Regions from separate parts of the Mus musculus genome. Here region 1 is linked to region 2. The links are chromatin contacts, called in public Hi-C maps. All regions are on one chromosome and are shown on one strand. Each heading gives the region's core, a stretch centred on a gene start, on an enhancer-like site or on the middle of the called end of the contact. The rest is flanking DNA. Distances are from core to core; before and after follow the strand shown.

Evidence for each region. Hi-C and Micro-C count contacts between places; a contact is called where the count stands out from the background.
Region 1: a contact with region 2 is called in a Hi-C map of B cells, with 6 read pairs. The contact joins the enhancer-like site here to the promoter of Gtf2a2 in region 2. A contact is called at or near these places in 4 of 39 promoter capture datasets (embryonic stem cells, liver, pre-B cells and 1 more), 4 of 484 Hi-C or Micro-C datasets (B cells, cerebral cortex, embryonic stem cells and 1 more), 6 of 115 datasets of contacts at active chromatin or transcription factors (the NIH/3T3 cell line, embryonic stem cells, large pre-B cells and 2 more) and 4 of 9 other capture datasets (adipose tissue, embryonic stem cells, liver and 1 more).

Annotation. Positions count from the first base shown.
Region 1 is chr9:70,299,971-70,307,294 of GRCm38.p6, forward strand. Myo1e (myosin IE) reads left to right here. Exons shown (of 28, transcript NM_181072.3): 4 at 1,723-1,817. Among named protein-coding and RNA genes, the nearest start is that of Gm40531, 4.9 kb to the left of the region's middle. Within about 2 kb of position 5,136, at least 28 of the 459 cell types and tissues checked have an H3K27ac peak or open chromatin away from gene starts, as enhancers often do. A contact at or near this core is called in B cells, where this site is marked.
Region 2 is chr9:70,009,170-70,016,033 of GRCm38.p6, forward strand. Gtf2a2 (general transcription factor II A, 2) reads left to right here and starts at 3,379. Exons shown (of 5, transcript NM_001039519.2): 1 at 3,379-3,492; 2 at 6,123-6,241. The coding sequence starts at 6,170. It overlaps Bnip2 (BCL2/adenovirus E1B interacting protein 2), which reads left to right. Exons shown (of 11, transcript NM_016787.4): 11 at 1-2,490.

The DNA of each region.
Region 1 (7,324 bases), core at 3,886-6,385, 290 kb after region 2:
CAACCCATCTAAGATCATGCGCTGAGGTCCCAGCAGGCCTGCCCATCACCACGAAGGCAGGCTTAACATACACCCTGTCAGTTCCTCCCACTCTCAATAGGTAGTTCCCTATGGGTGGGGGGACCAGCCACAGTGGGGGATGCTGGGTCTAGGACTCCTGAGAACTTTGCTTATACCCAGTGTCTCACTCTCTCTGCTGAATTCCATTTCACCATTGATGTCTGGTCTTTAGAGTTTGGCAGTAAGTAGCAATTTCTCAGCCAGCCCCCTTCAGTTCATCCCTACATAGGACATCCCTATGTAAGCAAGTTTTTTCTTATGTCTTTGTATGGCTTTATCTTTTAAAATTACTGTCCTGTCCATCTTCTCACTCACCCTGTGGGACCTTCAGAGACAGGGCAGTGTGTCACCCCGTACTTAGTCTGACAGCATCAAATCTAGCAAGCCTTATTCCCCACCCACCCCCACCCCCTCACCACACGCAGTGTTTTTATTTGTTTGCTTTGCTTTATTTATTTGTGTAAACCATGGTGTACATGTGGATGTCAGAGAACAACTTGCAGGAGCCAGTTCCCTCCTCCTTCCGTGTGGGTCCCAAGGATCAAACTCTAGTGAACCAGCTAACTGTCAATTGGCAAGTGCCTTTATTCAATGAGCCACTTCAGCCCTGACTGGAGATCAAGTCTCATGTGTAGCCCAAGCTCACCTTAAGCTCACTGTACCATGGATAATGACTGTGAACCCCTGAATATTAATTTTTAAGTTGGTCAAAGCGGGTGCCTAACAACTAAGTAAATAGGGTGGAGTCAGATGACAGAATGAGTCTCCTAGAGATGGGCCATGATTTGATAAATGGACTTTTTTTAAATTTATGTATGAGCGTCTGCCTGAATGTATGTCTGGGCACTACTCTTGTGCATGCAGTGCCGGAAGAGGCCAGAGGAGGGCATCATACTCTGGAAGTGGAGTTACACCACTCATGATTATGAGCCACGGTGTGGGTGCTGGGAACTGAACCTGAGTCCTCTGGAAGAGAAGCCAGTGTTCTTAACCACTGAGCTGTCTCTCCAGTCCCTAATTTTAAATCTGTAAATGGTTAAAGACTCTTTCCTGCACATCCAGTAGACGCTTATTGTAGTTTGTCAGCTCCAGCCCTCCCGTTTTTAGAAAAGAAACAAACTAGCCAAACCAGTTTATCTCCCGAGAGGAATCACGTCTCTTGCTGTCTTCTTGTAGAAAACTTGAAAGTTTTCCTCCTGGTCCGTACATATACCCCTCAATCCCCAATGAGATCGGAGGTTGGCAACTTGCCTTTTCAAGAAGAATAATCCTGTGGGCATTTAGAGTTCTGATCAAAGTGAGACCCAGGGTCTTGACAGGCCCTTTTCTGACAAGTATCAGAATGCCGTCAGTTGCCAAATGTCTCTAGAATTTGAAAGCAGAATGTCCTTGCGGAGACATGCCTGTGTGGAAGGGTGGTGCACCTGGGTCATGTCTGAAGGCTGAATCACAGGCATGCCTATGGAAAAGTTCTTCCAAACCCCACCTTCGATTCCCCAGGGCGTATCAGGCCATAACCAGGGACATTTCTATGAATCATTAAGTCATGAAACCTTTGCCTGTAAATGCTCTAGTCGCTCGCGCTGTGTGCCATGCTGTCTTTGGTCATTCCAATGACAAAGAAACTTACTGTGGTTTTGGTTTCTGTTTTTGCTTTTCTAGGCACAGTATGAGAACCCGCCTCATATCTATGCCCTTGCTGATAGTATGTACAGAAACATGATCATCGACAGAGAGAACCAGTGTGTCATCATCAGGTAGGAGAAGAACGCAGGGCAGCCAGCCTCCAGCCCTGAGCTATCAGAGCAGCCCTGATATTTGAGGCCACTCAGCATGTCTGAGGAACCAGCAGGAGCTGCTTGGTTTACTTTATAATTGCCCCTTGTCTAATGCCAGAGCCTAAACACTTTCAGGGGAGGAGCTCCTCAGGCCCCACCCTTCCTTGAGTCATCAGTTAATGGCTGTTGGGGGAGGGGAGGCATTTTCAATGGTGTAGCCACTGATAAATTGCCTGTGTTCCTGCAAATCTACAATGGTAGTAGAACTCATCCAGTCACTGGAAATAAAGAAACAATCAAATAAATAAATGACATGAAAGTAGAGGGGAACTAATTGGGGGCGGAAGTGATGTCAGAAGTGAGAGGCTGTGCTGGCTACTTTGTATCAATTTGACGGACTTCCTGAGGGTTCTAGAGATGGACCAGTAGGCTCGGTGCATGTGCTTTTCCACGGAGCTCTCTTCTCAGCTCAAGATAATTCTTATCACACCTTAAAAAGATCTGGGAGCCTGTGCTTAACATGTCCAGGACTCAAGGTTTGGTTCCCAGAGTTGCCGCACAAATAAAAAAAGAACCCCTGTATTATCTGATCTGCTCCATATATCCCAACGCTGGAACTGAGTTGCACATTCTTTGTTGCAGCTGGTTTGCTAGCATTTAGAATCCAAACAAAGCCCACACAATCGCCCCTGGTTGCTGTGTCTCTCACGTCTCCTAGACACTAAGTGATCTCCTTCATTCTCTGTTTTTCTTGGCATTCATTTATTAAAGAGGAGGGTTGTAGGCCCTTCCAGGCACTGGCTGACTGTATCCTGTGATGATGCCGGCCGACGCCTCCCACCATGCTCTATATTTCCTGTTGTCATAGTTACTTGTCTCCTTGCTGCACAAAATACCTGACAATAGCAATTTACGGGTTGAAATTTGGAGGTCATTTCCACCGTAAGCAATAGTCTTGTGCCAGTTTTTATCTGATGGTTTACTTTGGCTCACAGTTTTAGGGTACAGTAAGGACATGAGGCGGCTGGTCACATTGCATCTGCGGTAGGGCAAGAGGGAGATGGATTTGGGTGCTCAGCTTGCTCTCTCTCTTTATTCAGTTCAAGACCCCAGGCTGTGGGGTGGTAAGCCCGGATTCAGGGTGGGTCTTCTTGCCTTAATTAATCCAACCTAGAAACTTCTTCATGGGCATGGCCAGAGTCCTCCTAGGTGATTCTAGGTCCTATCAAGTTGACAGTTGGTGTTGATGACCTCATGTATAAATTGATAGTATGTCTCAAAGCATGGCCAGATGCAAATTCATTTTTTACAAAAACATGTTATGCAATGAACGTCATTACCGTTAGTCTCTCTCAGTGTGATGTTCAGAGTATCAATCAATCCATCCATTCCCGATTCTCATCCTTATGACCATTCCTCAAAGTTATTTTCTCATTCTGTTATTTCTTTTACATGTGATAGTTGGACATGTTTTTTATTTCATCTTAAAATATAATCTTTATGGGAAAACTGGATAAAATGCCTACTCATTGTCGTTTCTTCTCACTTTTTCAAAGTAATGAGTTGTTGCCCTGGCAACCTCTGAAGGTAGCATGTATTTATTTTCAGTATCACCTCTAACTAGTGAATTTAAACTAGCCTACTGTTTACACTGCAGTCATCTCTTAGGTGTCTCAGATAATCTCCCTTCTGCCAGTGAGGGCCCCTTGTCCAGGTCTCTGTGTCCTTGACACATCTCAGGTCCTCTTGGATCATTTTCTTGTGGCACATGGTCCAAGCTCATTTTATTTATGCCATCCCGAGACCTGGAACTGGCCCTTTCTCCAAGGGGCTCTTTGTTCAGTCGAATGAGACATGATCTTTAGACACCACTGATCCTGACACCAGCTGTCAGTGTTTCTGTCCTCCATAGTGGACAAAGCTAAGGAATTTGAATCAAAATTAAAAAAAAATCAATGAGGCATGGGTTCATTCTGTCACTTCTAGCTAGCTTTTAAGGTTATAGAGGGCTGTTTGTTTTAATTTATTATTATTATTATTTGCATGTATGAGTATTTTGTTTGAAATCTATATTTGTATACCATATGTGCAGATTGTACATATTTTAAAATATCTTTGACTTGATTTTTATATCTATTATTTGTCTCTCTGCTACTAAAATGATATTGTAAATAAAATTATTTGCCTTATACTGTATGCATTATATTTGTATATGTATAGATCTACATACATATATGTATCTAAAATAATAGCAATATTATTATAACACCAACAATAATCATGCCAATTGGTAGCAATACTGAATTCATTTTAAAATTTATTTTTGTTCTTTTGGTCTATATATCCAATATTAACAGCCAAAATATCACAGTTTAAAGATCCATTCATTTTTATTTTGTGTGTGTGAGTATTTTGCCTGTATGTATGTCTATATACCCTCTGTGTGTCTGGTCCCCATGGAGGCCAGAAGAGGGGATTGGATCCCCTTGGACTGGAGTTATCAATGGCTGTGAGAAAACAGTGGGTGCTGGGGATAGAAGCCAGGCTCTCTGCAAGAACAGCAAGTACACCTAACTGCTGAGCCATCTCCCCAGCCCCCAAATACTGGATTTTAAAAGTCAGCTAATTTAACATTCTCTATGCCCTTCATGTGTCAAGATTGTCTGCCATTAGAGTTCTTTACACTCTAAATTTTAATGGTTTAAGACTGTGAACGTTACACTTATCATTGACTTATTTTGTTTCTTTGAGGAGGAGCCTTGCTGTGTAGCCCACTCTGGGTCAAGCCTCCCCAGTACTCCTGCCTCTGCTCCTAAGTGGTGAGATTACAGCTGCAAACCATCACACCTGACTTAAGATCTCAGAATTTGGTTTTCTCTTACCACCCTCTAAAACATTTACATGGTAGCAAAATAAAAACAGTAAAGCAAGATAAGAGAAGCATTTTGAGGTAAATGCAGGTCCCTGGGGCTTCACAATGAAGTGAGATTCAATGACATTTTACTCCATGTGTCTGGAGGTAAAAGAAAATCTTTGTGTTAGTGTCTCTGGGACCATTATCCCAACCAGGGAACTAGCACTTCTCCCCCATTCTCCAGTGTCTCTAAAGCCCAGAGCTCTGTGTTCAGTCTCTCAGTGGTTGCAAACTTGTTCTTTCCTAGTGGTTTATGCAAATTGAGGGAGGGTGGCTGTATTGGTTATGAATTCTGAATTTATTTTTATCTTGCCACAGTTCCCCTATGACCAGCTTTATTTTTTCCCCTATGACATTGGCTTTCTGGTTCATCGTGCTCCTGCTGGCTGCTGGCCACCCCGTCTTACCCGGGCTATGCACGTGCTCGCCCTGTGGTCTGCCCCCAGAGCCCCTTGCCGTAGGTTCTTTTAAGAAACCACACCAGTTCTCCTGGGGGGCATCTTCTGGATTTGTCTGACTGATCCCACGTGTTCATGCTGCGCTTGTGCCTTCAACTGTCTTCTAGAAGCTGAGGGTTAAATACGAATGGTAGGGTAGATGCAGTTAAACCCTTTCAGGGGGATGCCTAGGGAGTGATGATTTTGCTTGAGTAACAGGAAATGCTCCTGTGTGACATCAATTTGAGGTCACTGGAGAGGCAGGATTGGGGAGGGTCCTTCGTTGTATTTAATGAGAGAGTTCGGTAGGAGTTTTCTGGTAGATCCCGGTGTTTCTTCTCCTTTCTTAGTCTGCTCCTCTTCTGAGTGTTTCCTGGGAAGGAAGAGGTTGGCTTTGTTACTCAAGAGCCCGTGGTTGCACCAGCTCAGGCCTCTTCCACCCTCAGATCCCCCGCCATCTTGATTCACGTGCCCAATGCGGAACCTCTGGCCCCTTCCAAGATCCACCTTCGAGGCCATTTAGATGAGGTACACTTTAATTTAGGAGATGGCAAAACCAAGAGGCAAAATTTAGGCTAAGACTCCTGTCCCCTGACAAGATGGCCCTCCCTTCTGTCTGGCTATAGTCAGTTCTCCCTGCCAGGCTCAAACATTCATGAGAACTGCTCTTGGTGCCTATGGTTACAGCTGTATTGTAGCGACAGAATCCAAAGCTGTATGGAAGAGTCAGCATTATCAGATGAGGTGGGGGGGGGGGGGGTCCAGACACAAAGGCTTGCAGTCATGGAAGGTGTACTCTTAGAGGCCTGGATGGTGTGAGCCCCTCCAAAGGGGTGTGTGTGACAGCTACTTATGGTCAGTCAGGGATACCTGCTTAAGTCTCGAAGGTCTAGAGTTTTTATCCAGGCTTCATCCCATATGCCTACAAGGCTCCTATTTGATTACAGGCTCCTACCTCTAGACTCAGTCCATGCCTTTAACCTCTACTTCCTCTGTGTGCTGCAAAGTGTCTGCCACAAATCACATTAGACAGTTTGGTGGCCTCATCCCCCCAGGCAGTCAAAGAGGGACCTGAGAGGAAGAATGTTGGGGGTCGGGGGCTTGACTTCATTCTCCAAATACAGAGGCCACATGCCCAACCTCTCTTGAGTTTATTCTTCAGTATGCAGGTTCCTTCGCTTTGAGACAGCTCCTGTAACCTCAGTAACTCGCCAGGCTCCTCTCTAGGTCTCAGTTTCTTCTCCTGATAGTAAATTGATGGAGCCAAGAAGTCATGAGTTTTCCTGACTTTGAAACTCTTTATTGTAAGCCACACATCATTGGCTAGCAGCCTCACAGTTGACCAAGCCCCCGGCTCTGATCTTGTTTTCCTGTAGATCAGGAAGATGCTCCTGGACCATTCTGTAGTCTCTTTTTATCCCTGGGTTCATGTGGAGCCCAGCACTCTGTCATCCATCTCATTTTTAATTTCCCTACGGTCTGTTTCTACATTGTAACCACATAGCTTCTGTACAGTAGTATACAATTGGTTGGTTGGGTGATGGGTCCCTCTGTAGATGGCAGACTGGGGAGCTACCAGGTAAAGTAATGTCCTGAAGGTGCCTGCACAGGGTTGTGAAATCACAAAAGACCATTCACAGAGATGACACCATTTATTAGTGGAAAGAAGATGAGATCTTTAGGGATCCAGAAACCAAGTACTGGGATGAGAGGCTGAACTGAGTTAAGATGGCAGGCATGACATTTAATAAGCCTGAGAAGGAACACAGGAACTGACAAGTTAGTGTGGGCTCCAGGCAACTACAGGAAGGTTCCACATAACACAGCCATGAGCAACGGAAGGCTTAGGAGGCCCCCTCAAGCCTGGTCACCAAGCAGCCCATGTCTACTTGGTTCAGACATCACCCATTCTCCAGAACCCATGTCTGGATGTGTGTGTTAAAACCATATCTGGGATATTTTTGGATGTCAGAGACAGCTATGTAAATCTTTTTGATCATCTCTTTGTAGTGTGCTTTGAAAAGGGAAGAAGAACCAGGAAGTTTCTAACAGCATTCCCTGTCACCTCTGCGTCACCAGACTAGCTCTTGGCAGCGTGTCCACATAGGGTTCTGAAGTTTGCCCCCTAGCCTCTG
Region 2 (6,864 bases), core at 2,129-4,628:
CTCATGGCCGCCTATAATTCAAGCTCCAGGGGACTGCTGCAGTCTCTGGCCTCTGGGCATTTGCACATACATACATGCATGCATGCATGCATACATACCATACACACACACAAAATCTTTTTTAAAAAATGAATAAAATTCACAAGGAACAGCCAAGCATCATGACCTATACCATGCACTAGGGAGTCTGAAACAGGAGAATTCTAAGTTTGAGGCCCATCTGGTCTACATAGCAAGCCCTTGGCTGAAGAAGGGTTAACTGCTTTAACCTGCACTTGAATGGATGTGGTATAGAGATGGGCCCACAGTAAATGTAAGTACAGTTGGTGATAAATAGTAGGGTAGAGGAAAGCCACATTAAGTTGATTTTTAATTGGTGTAATATAACATGTTTCCACATTGTATTTTAATTTTCATTACTAATTGAGGTGAAAATGCAGAAATAATTCTTTGATGTTTTTGCAGGAGTTATGGATAAGCTTGCCAGGTTTAGTTCCATGTTTTTGTTACCATCTCTGTTATACTTTGGCTCTGATTGTCCCCTTTTTATCAAGTTTTTCTTAGAAAATAATGTGACTCTGTTCTGCTTGTGTCCCTGAAAAAGCACCAAGGGAAGCTGTGCGGTCTTCACCTCACACTGAAGCCTTTCACGCCAGGAGGCAAGAGGTGCCAGGAAGTGTGGTGCTAAGCAGTTAGAAGATAAGTAAGAAAATGGGCCCTTTCAAAGAAAGTCTTGGTTATCACAAACATGCCCTAAAAGTGTCCTCTTAAGGGACATACTCTGTATGGCAGCCAGTGGTCCCATTTCCTGTATCCACAAGGAAACAGATCACGTATGGTGTGGCTTGACAAGGAAACTGCTGATGGCCGTGGTAATGATATTCTCCTGTCCTCTGCATCTTCAGACAGGAGCAGGTCTGTACCGTAGCAGCGAGAGTGGCCAGGTGGAGACTGATACCAACCCTTCACGGCTGGTAAACAGTGTTAGCTACTGTGCTAAGTGTCATGCCTTAGTGCCACCAGCTCCTTGACAGTATTCTTCCAGAGAACTTGTGTCATGTTCCTGCAGCCATGTATGTGAATGCTCAGGGAACTTGGATGATCTCATGCAGACGTTCTAGGAATTAGCACTATGACACATGGAGTAGAGCAAGCCAGTTTCTTGATTGAATTGGTAGCTCACATGAAAGGTGACAGTAGCTTTGGCATTCTTTGTCCTGTATTTTAAGTAAAAAATTTTTGCTAGATGGCGGTGGTACACACCCTTTATCCCCCAGCACTTTGGAGGCAGAAATTGATCAGTCATATCTCAGAGGACTGGAATAAGAAAAATCTATATACAGGCAAACAGTTGTGCTAATGAGAGTTTGCTTTGTACTAGGGAATGGGAATTGTGTAGTGGGCATTGCTAAGACCATCAAGAACTGGGCCCAGTATTCTAAGCTAGTACAAATGACCTGTCAGAGGAGCCCTTTACTTTCTGCTCCCTTTCTGAGATCCTAAATGAATTTGGAATCAGGTCAGCAGAAGACCAGTAGGAGCTTTTAAGTTCTAAATGGTAACTGAAACAAAACAGGATGTGGAACTGTTAGAAGTAACTATAATTTGAATACGGCAGTTTGTTGCTATTATATATAATATGTAATGGTGTGGAACCAAATGTAAAATGCTTTGAGAAATTCACATACAGCATTTGAAATCAAGCACCAGATGAAAACCAGTTGTTTTGGGACTTACTATGGTGATATGTACATGTAATTCCCGCACTGGAGGCTAAGGCAGGAGGATTGGGAGTTTGGGGCCAGTCTGGATTACTTAGCAAGTTCCAGGACAACCTAGGTGGGTGTACAGAGTGAGACCTGCCCTGGGTTTGGGAGTGGGGGTATGAAAATTAGTTTTAAAAAAATGATAGAAGCTATTTCAGATAGTTGTCTTAAGATTTCCTACAACAATTGAAACTTGGAATTTGAAATTGTGTATTTGCATATCTAGTTTGACAAGAGAACTTGGTAGCTGTCAGTTACTCCATGGTACCTTTGTATATAGACTTCCAAAGGTTAATGTCCTAACAGCTACTTCATTGTTTACTCATGAGAACCCAGCTAGTAAATATTGATGTTCAGGGCTGCTGGCTTGCACAGTCCTTGGGGTTCTGTTCACATAGAACACAATTTGGAGTTCATCAAACACTGTTGCACTTTGATTCATACTTCCAAATGATTTTCATTGGACGCTCACATTCTGTCATTTAGACGGAATGCGCTTATTGTGCCCTTTCCACTGTTCTTAGATAATATTGTCATTTCAGTGAGAATTGAGACTGATTCTCTCTGCAGGATACACCTCTGGTTTTTGTCACTGAGAAGCCATTGATCTGCAAAGTATATCCTTTTCTCTTCCTTTGACTGGTTCCAAATACAGTGGTGTGTCTTCATCTGTTACACATGCTACTGCAGCATTAATGCATTTGAATAAATTAGTTGGAATATACATTCGTGCCTTGTTTTCATCTTTAATCGTTAACTTTTACACTGAATTTTCCGGTGAAGCCTTTCAAACATCGGGCCTTTACAATCCTGCAGTGTGGATGCTTCCGGTTCTTTTATTTATTTATTTATTTATTTTATTTATTTTTTTTTTTTTTTTTTTTTTTTTTTTTTTTTTTTTTTGGTTTTTCGAGACAGGGTTTCTCTGTGTAGTCCTGGCTGTCCGGGAACTCACCCTGTAGACCAGGCTGGCCTCGAACTCAGAAATCCACCTGCCTCTGCCTCCCGAGTGCTGGGATTAACTTAAAGGTGTGCGCCACTACACCCTGCTCTGGTTCTTTTAATTGATAACAAGTTCAGCCTGTTTACAATCTTAACACTATTTGAACTTTAATCAGATCTGTATTTCATAGTTTGGAAATTATTTAATGAGTTTGGGTTGCAAGGATATGATTTTAAAAGGCTAAAAAGGAAAACCTACAGCATGGCACAAAGGAGAACATGTTTCACTCTCAGACCTGGAGTGTTTGCATCCGAAGTCACAATTCATGTGCTCACTGGCCATCTGCAGTACCTATAGCTGCTGTTTTGAAAGCAGAAAACCAAGCACCCCCGCTAAAAAGAAAAGGGATGTGAAATTCTGGAAACTCAGAATATCCACGTATTTGCTTTTGTATCAGTCACGAAGTTTATACAGCAGACCTTCCAAATGAAAAAGATGAAAGACTCACAAACCCTGGTTTCCCTACACTGCAGTCCCACAAACTTTGACAAGCCAGACAGTCGCCCCATTGCCTTTTGCTTCCCGAGCGCCAGCAGGAGAGACCACGCCCCTTCTCGGAAACGGCGGTGGGGGCCGGCAGTGGCTCCTGTGGCGTCACCTCCGGGTCGCGTGAGCACTTCCGGGTCACTGGCACAGGGCTGCGGTTTCCGCGGCCGAGGAGGTGGTCGCAGCGGGCTCCCTACCTGGCTCTGCTACCGCCGTGGCGGAAGCGCCTTCCCTCAGGTAGGCGGCGGCGGGGCCGGGAGCGGGGAGGCCGCGGCGAGGCGGGCGGTACCGAGCGCTGTGCCCGCCGGAAGGCGACCCCAGACAGACGCAGCCGCGCGGGAGCAGCCGCCTTCCCGCTCTCCTCAGGCCGCGCTTAGGCGACCGGCGTCCCGCTCGGATGCCGGGCACACACGGCGCCTGCGCTCCAGCTCTGCAGTGAGGAGGGGATTCCGAAGTTCTGCAGTTGCCGCCACCTTTAAAGATTGGAGATGGCCGAGCCAGCTCGTTTCAGCAGACGTCGAAGTCGCTGTTAGCTCTTTTCCAAATAATGCTTAGATGTCAAATGGAGCGTGCCATGGCTCCCCTGTCCTATTTTAAAGTTTATGTCTCTCTGACCTTTTTCTCCCCTTCTCCATACACACGTACTGACTGGCGTTTACTTTGAACGAGCTAAATGTTTTTGTTTGACACGCGTCGAGTATCCGGTACTGTTCTCAGCCCGCAGGTTACATCAAGTGAACAAAAATAAAGATCCATGCCCTCGTGGACTTTACATTTTATGCGGAAAGTTAACATAAGACCGTTAGGTAACTTGATGGCAGACGGTGCTATCAAAAAATTTTAGCGAGATGAAGGGTTTGGAGACGTTTCATAATGGATGTTGGAGTTCCTATGTGGTGGTCAGTTTAGGTGCAATTGAATGGAGCTATTGGAGTTGTGTGTTAGCCAAATTAATATCTGAGCAAGAACATTACAGGCAGAAAGAACAGCCATCGCAAAGGCAGTCCCACGCCTGTCATCCTCAGGGCAGTTGAGAGTGCAAAGGGAGGTGGAAAATAGATCAAACCAAACATAGAGGGTAGCCAGATCGTCAGGCCTGATAGAAGCTGATGGAAAATATGTTCTAGCCCATATTTTTAAAAGATAACCCCGCTGCAAATTATAAAGTGTGAGGGACAAGTGTAGAGTAAAGAAAATTTGAACACCATGAGTCAGTGGCCTGGCATTATAAAATAATCATGGGGATGTTGAGAAATGATTGGCTTCTGGATTCATTTTGAAAGTTGCCCTTCCAAGATTTGCTAGGAATTGGACCATCTTTATGGTTTATATGACTCTGAGGGCCCATAGAAGAGTCCTCTGCATTTGCTCTTAGCTGTAGGAGAAGTGTCTTAGCTATTTGATAATTGTTTCGATGTAGAGTAGAACATCCTGAATATGGGTACAAAGAGAGAAGTGAGGGAAGGCTACAAGTTTCAAAGTCATCAACACATAGATAGGATTTAACACCATAAGCTGAGATGGACTAACTAACAGGGAAAGCAGGTAATTCAGGAACTGGAAGTCAGAGCTGAGAAAGAACTGTCAAAGGAAACAGGAAATACAGTAGTTCCATGAGCTGGAACCGGAAAACAACAGATCACAGAATGTTCTGTTGGATCAGTTGCTGACCAAGTGTAATCTGAAGATGGCAGGTCACTAGTTTTGCCAAATCTCGTTATACTCCTTCCTGTAGCTGAGCTCCTTAGGATTCAGGAAGATTTTTTTGTTTTGTTTTATTGTTTTGGGTTTGGTGGTTGTTGTTGTTATATTTATTTATTTTTATTTTATGTGCATTTGTGTTTTGCCTGCATGTATGTCTGTGTGAGGTGTCAGATCCCCTGAAACTGAAGTTACAGATGGTTTCTAACTGCCGTTTGGGTTCTTGGAATCAAACCTGGGTCCTCTGGAAGAGCTGCCAGTGCTCTTAACTGTTGAGCCACCTCTCCAGCCTCACCAAGTCTTATCTGATAATGATTGTTTGAATAGATCTCCCCCTGTCCATCTCTGGACTATAAGTACTACAAGGTCAATAAACATGTGTTACGTCTGTATTCCTCTAACCCTTTTCAGGTCCCATAAGCTGGATTTTCTGCCTTTCTTGCCAGAAGTGTTTCAAGGGCTTTTCATTGCCTTCAGATCTCTTGTGGGGCAAACTCATCTTGTCCTCTGCTTTAGCCTCACCTGCCGCTCTTTCCTGCTAGATTTCCACAAACCTTACACTTTGACACTTCTGTGGCTTTTCTTACCCTCCTCTCACCTTTACCCATTCTAAAGTGGCTTTCCTTTGAAGACTGGGAAGCTTTTCTAAGCCAACTCAGTCCTTAAGCAGCCTTTATCATACAATGAGTTATTTCTTTTTGCACAAAATTTAACCTTTTTATGTGTCCATTACCCTTTGTAGACAGATTTTAGGACCTGTTCATCTTTACCCATTTTGTCTCTGTTTCCTGTCATAGCACCATTCTTTTGGCAAAAACTCTAATGGAATTTTAAGAAAACAGAAAAATAAAGGTCCCAAGAGCAGATATCACGTCACTATGTGAGAGCAGGTAGAATGTATGCTATGTGGAAATTTTTAAACTAAGGGAAAACCTGTGGATAAAATAAAGATGCACATTTTAATGACTATGTCAGCATACTGAATTAAAAAGATAAATACCATACTGGTATTAAAATCAGAGAAATCAACACTTTGAACTTAGAAGATAATTAATGTAGTAATTTGTAATTGAGTTCTCATAGTTCCGTGTTAGAATACATGAAGTGATAGATTACTATATATAATTTACATTGTTACAAGTTGGTCTTTTATATTAAATTTGTAGGACATCAATGCAAGCCTGAAGAAAAAGTAATTGCTTCCTTTTAAGCCATGGCCTATCAGTTATACAGAAATACAACTTTGGGGAACAGTCTTCAAGAGAGCCTTGATGAGCTCATACAGGTGCGGCCAAGCATTAAACATGATCTGTGTACATCTGCAAAATGTCTTGTTAAAAAAATTTTAAATTAATGGTTTTCCCTTCTGATGTTAAATGATGAACTATAGAAATGATCCCTGAAAGTAATCTCATCTTAAATTTAAAGGAAAGGCAAATTATATCACTTTAAAAGTAATTCTGTCCAATATTATAAAATTCTTTGAGATTTGAGTTAGAATTTTGAATTTCTATTTCTATTTTAGAAGAATTAATCTTACTCAAATCATACAACTAAGAAAGTGCTAAGTATTTCTTTTTATGTTCTGTTGGAGTCTGGAGGGAAATGTGGGAGTGAGGTTGCTTTGTTTTTTTTGAGACAGAGTCCAGGCTGTCATTGAATGGTCTGTAGTTAAGAATGGCCTAGAAGGGCTAAAGAGATGACTCAGCAGTTAAGGGTACTGACTGCTCTTCTAGAGGTCCTGAGTTCAATTCAAAGCAACTATACGATGGCTCACAACCATCTGTAATGGGATCTGATTGCCTCTTCTAGGTATGTATAAAGACAAATCACTCAATACATAAAAATTAATTTGGTGGGGGCGGGGATGGGAGAGAGTTCAAGACAAGGTTTCTCTGTGTAGCCCTG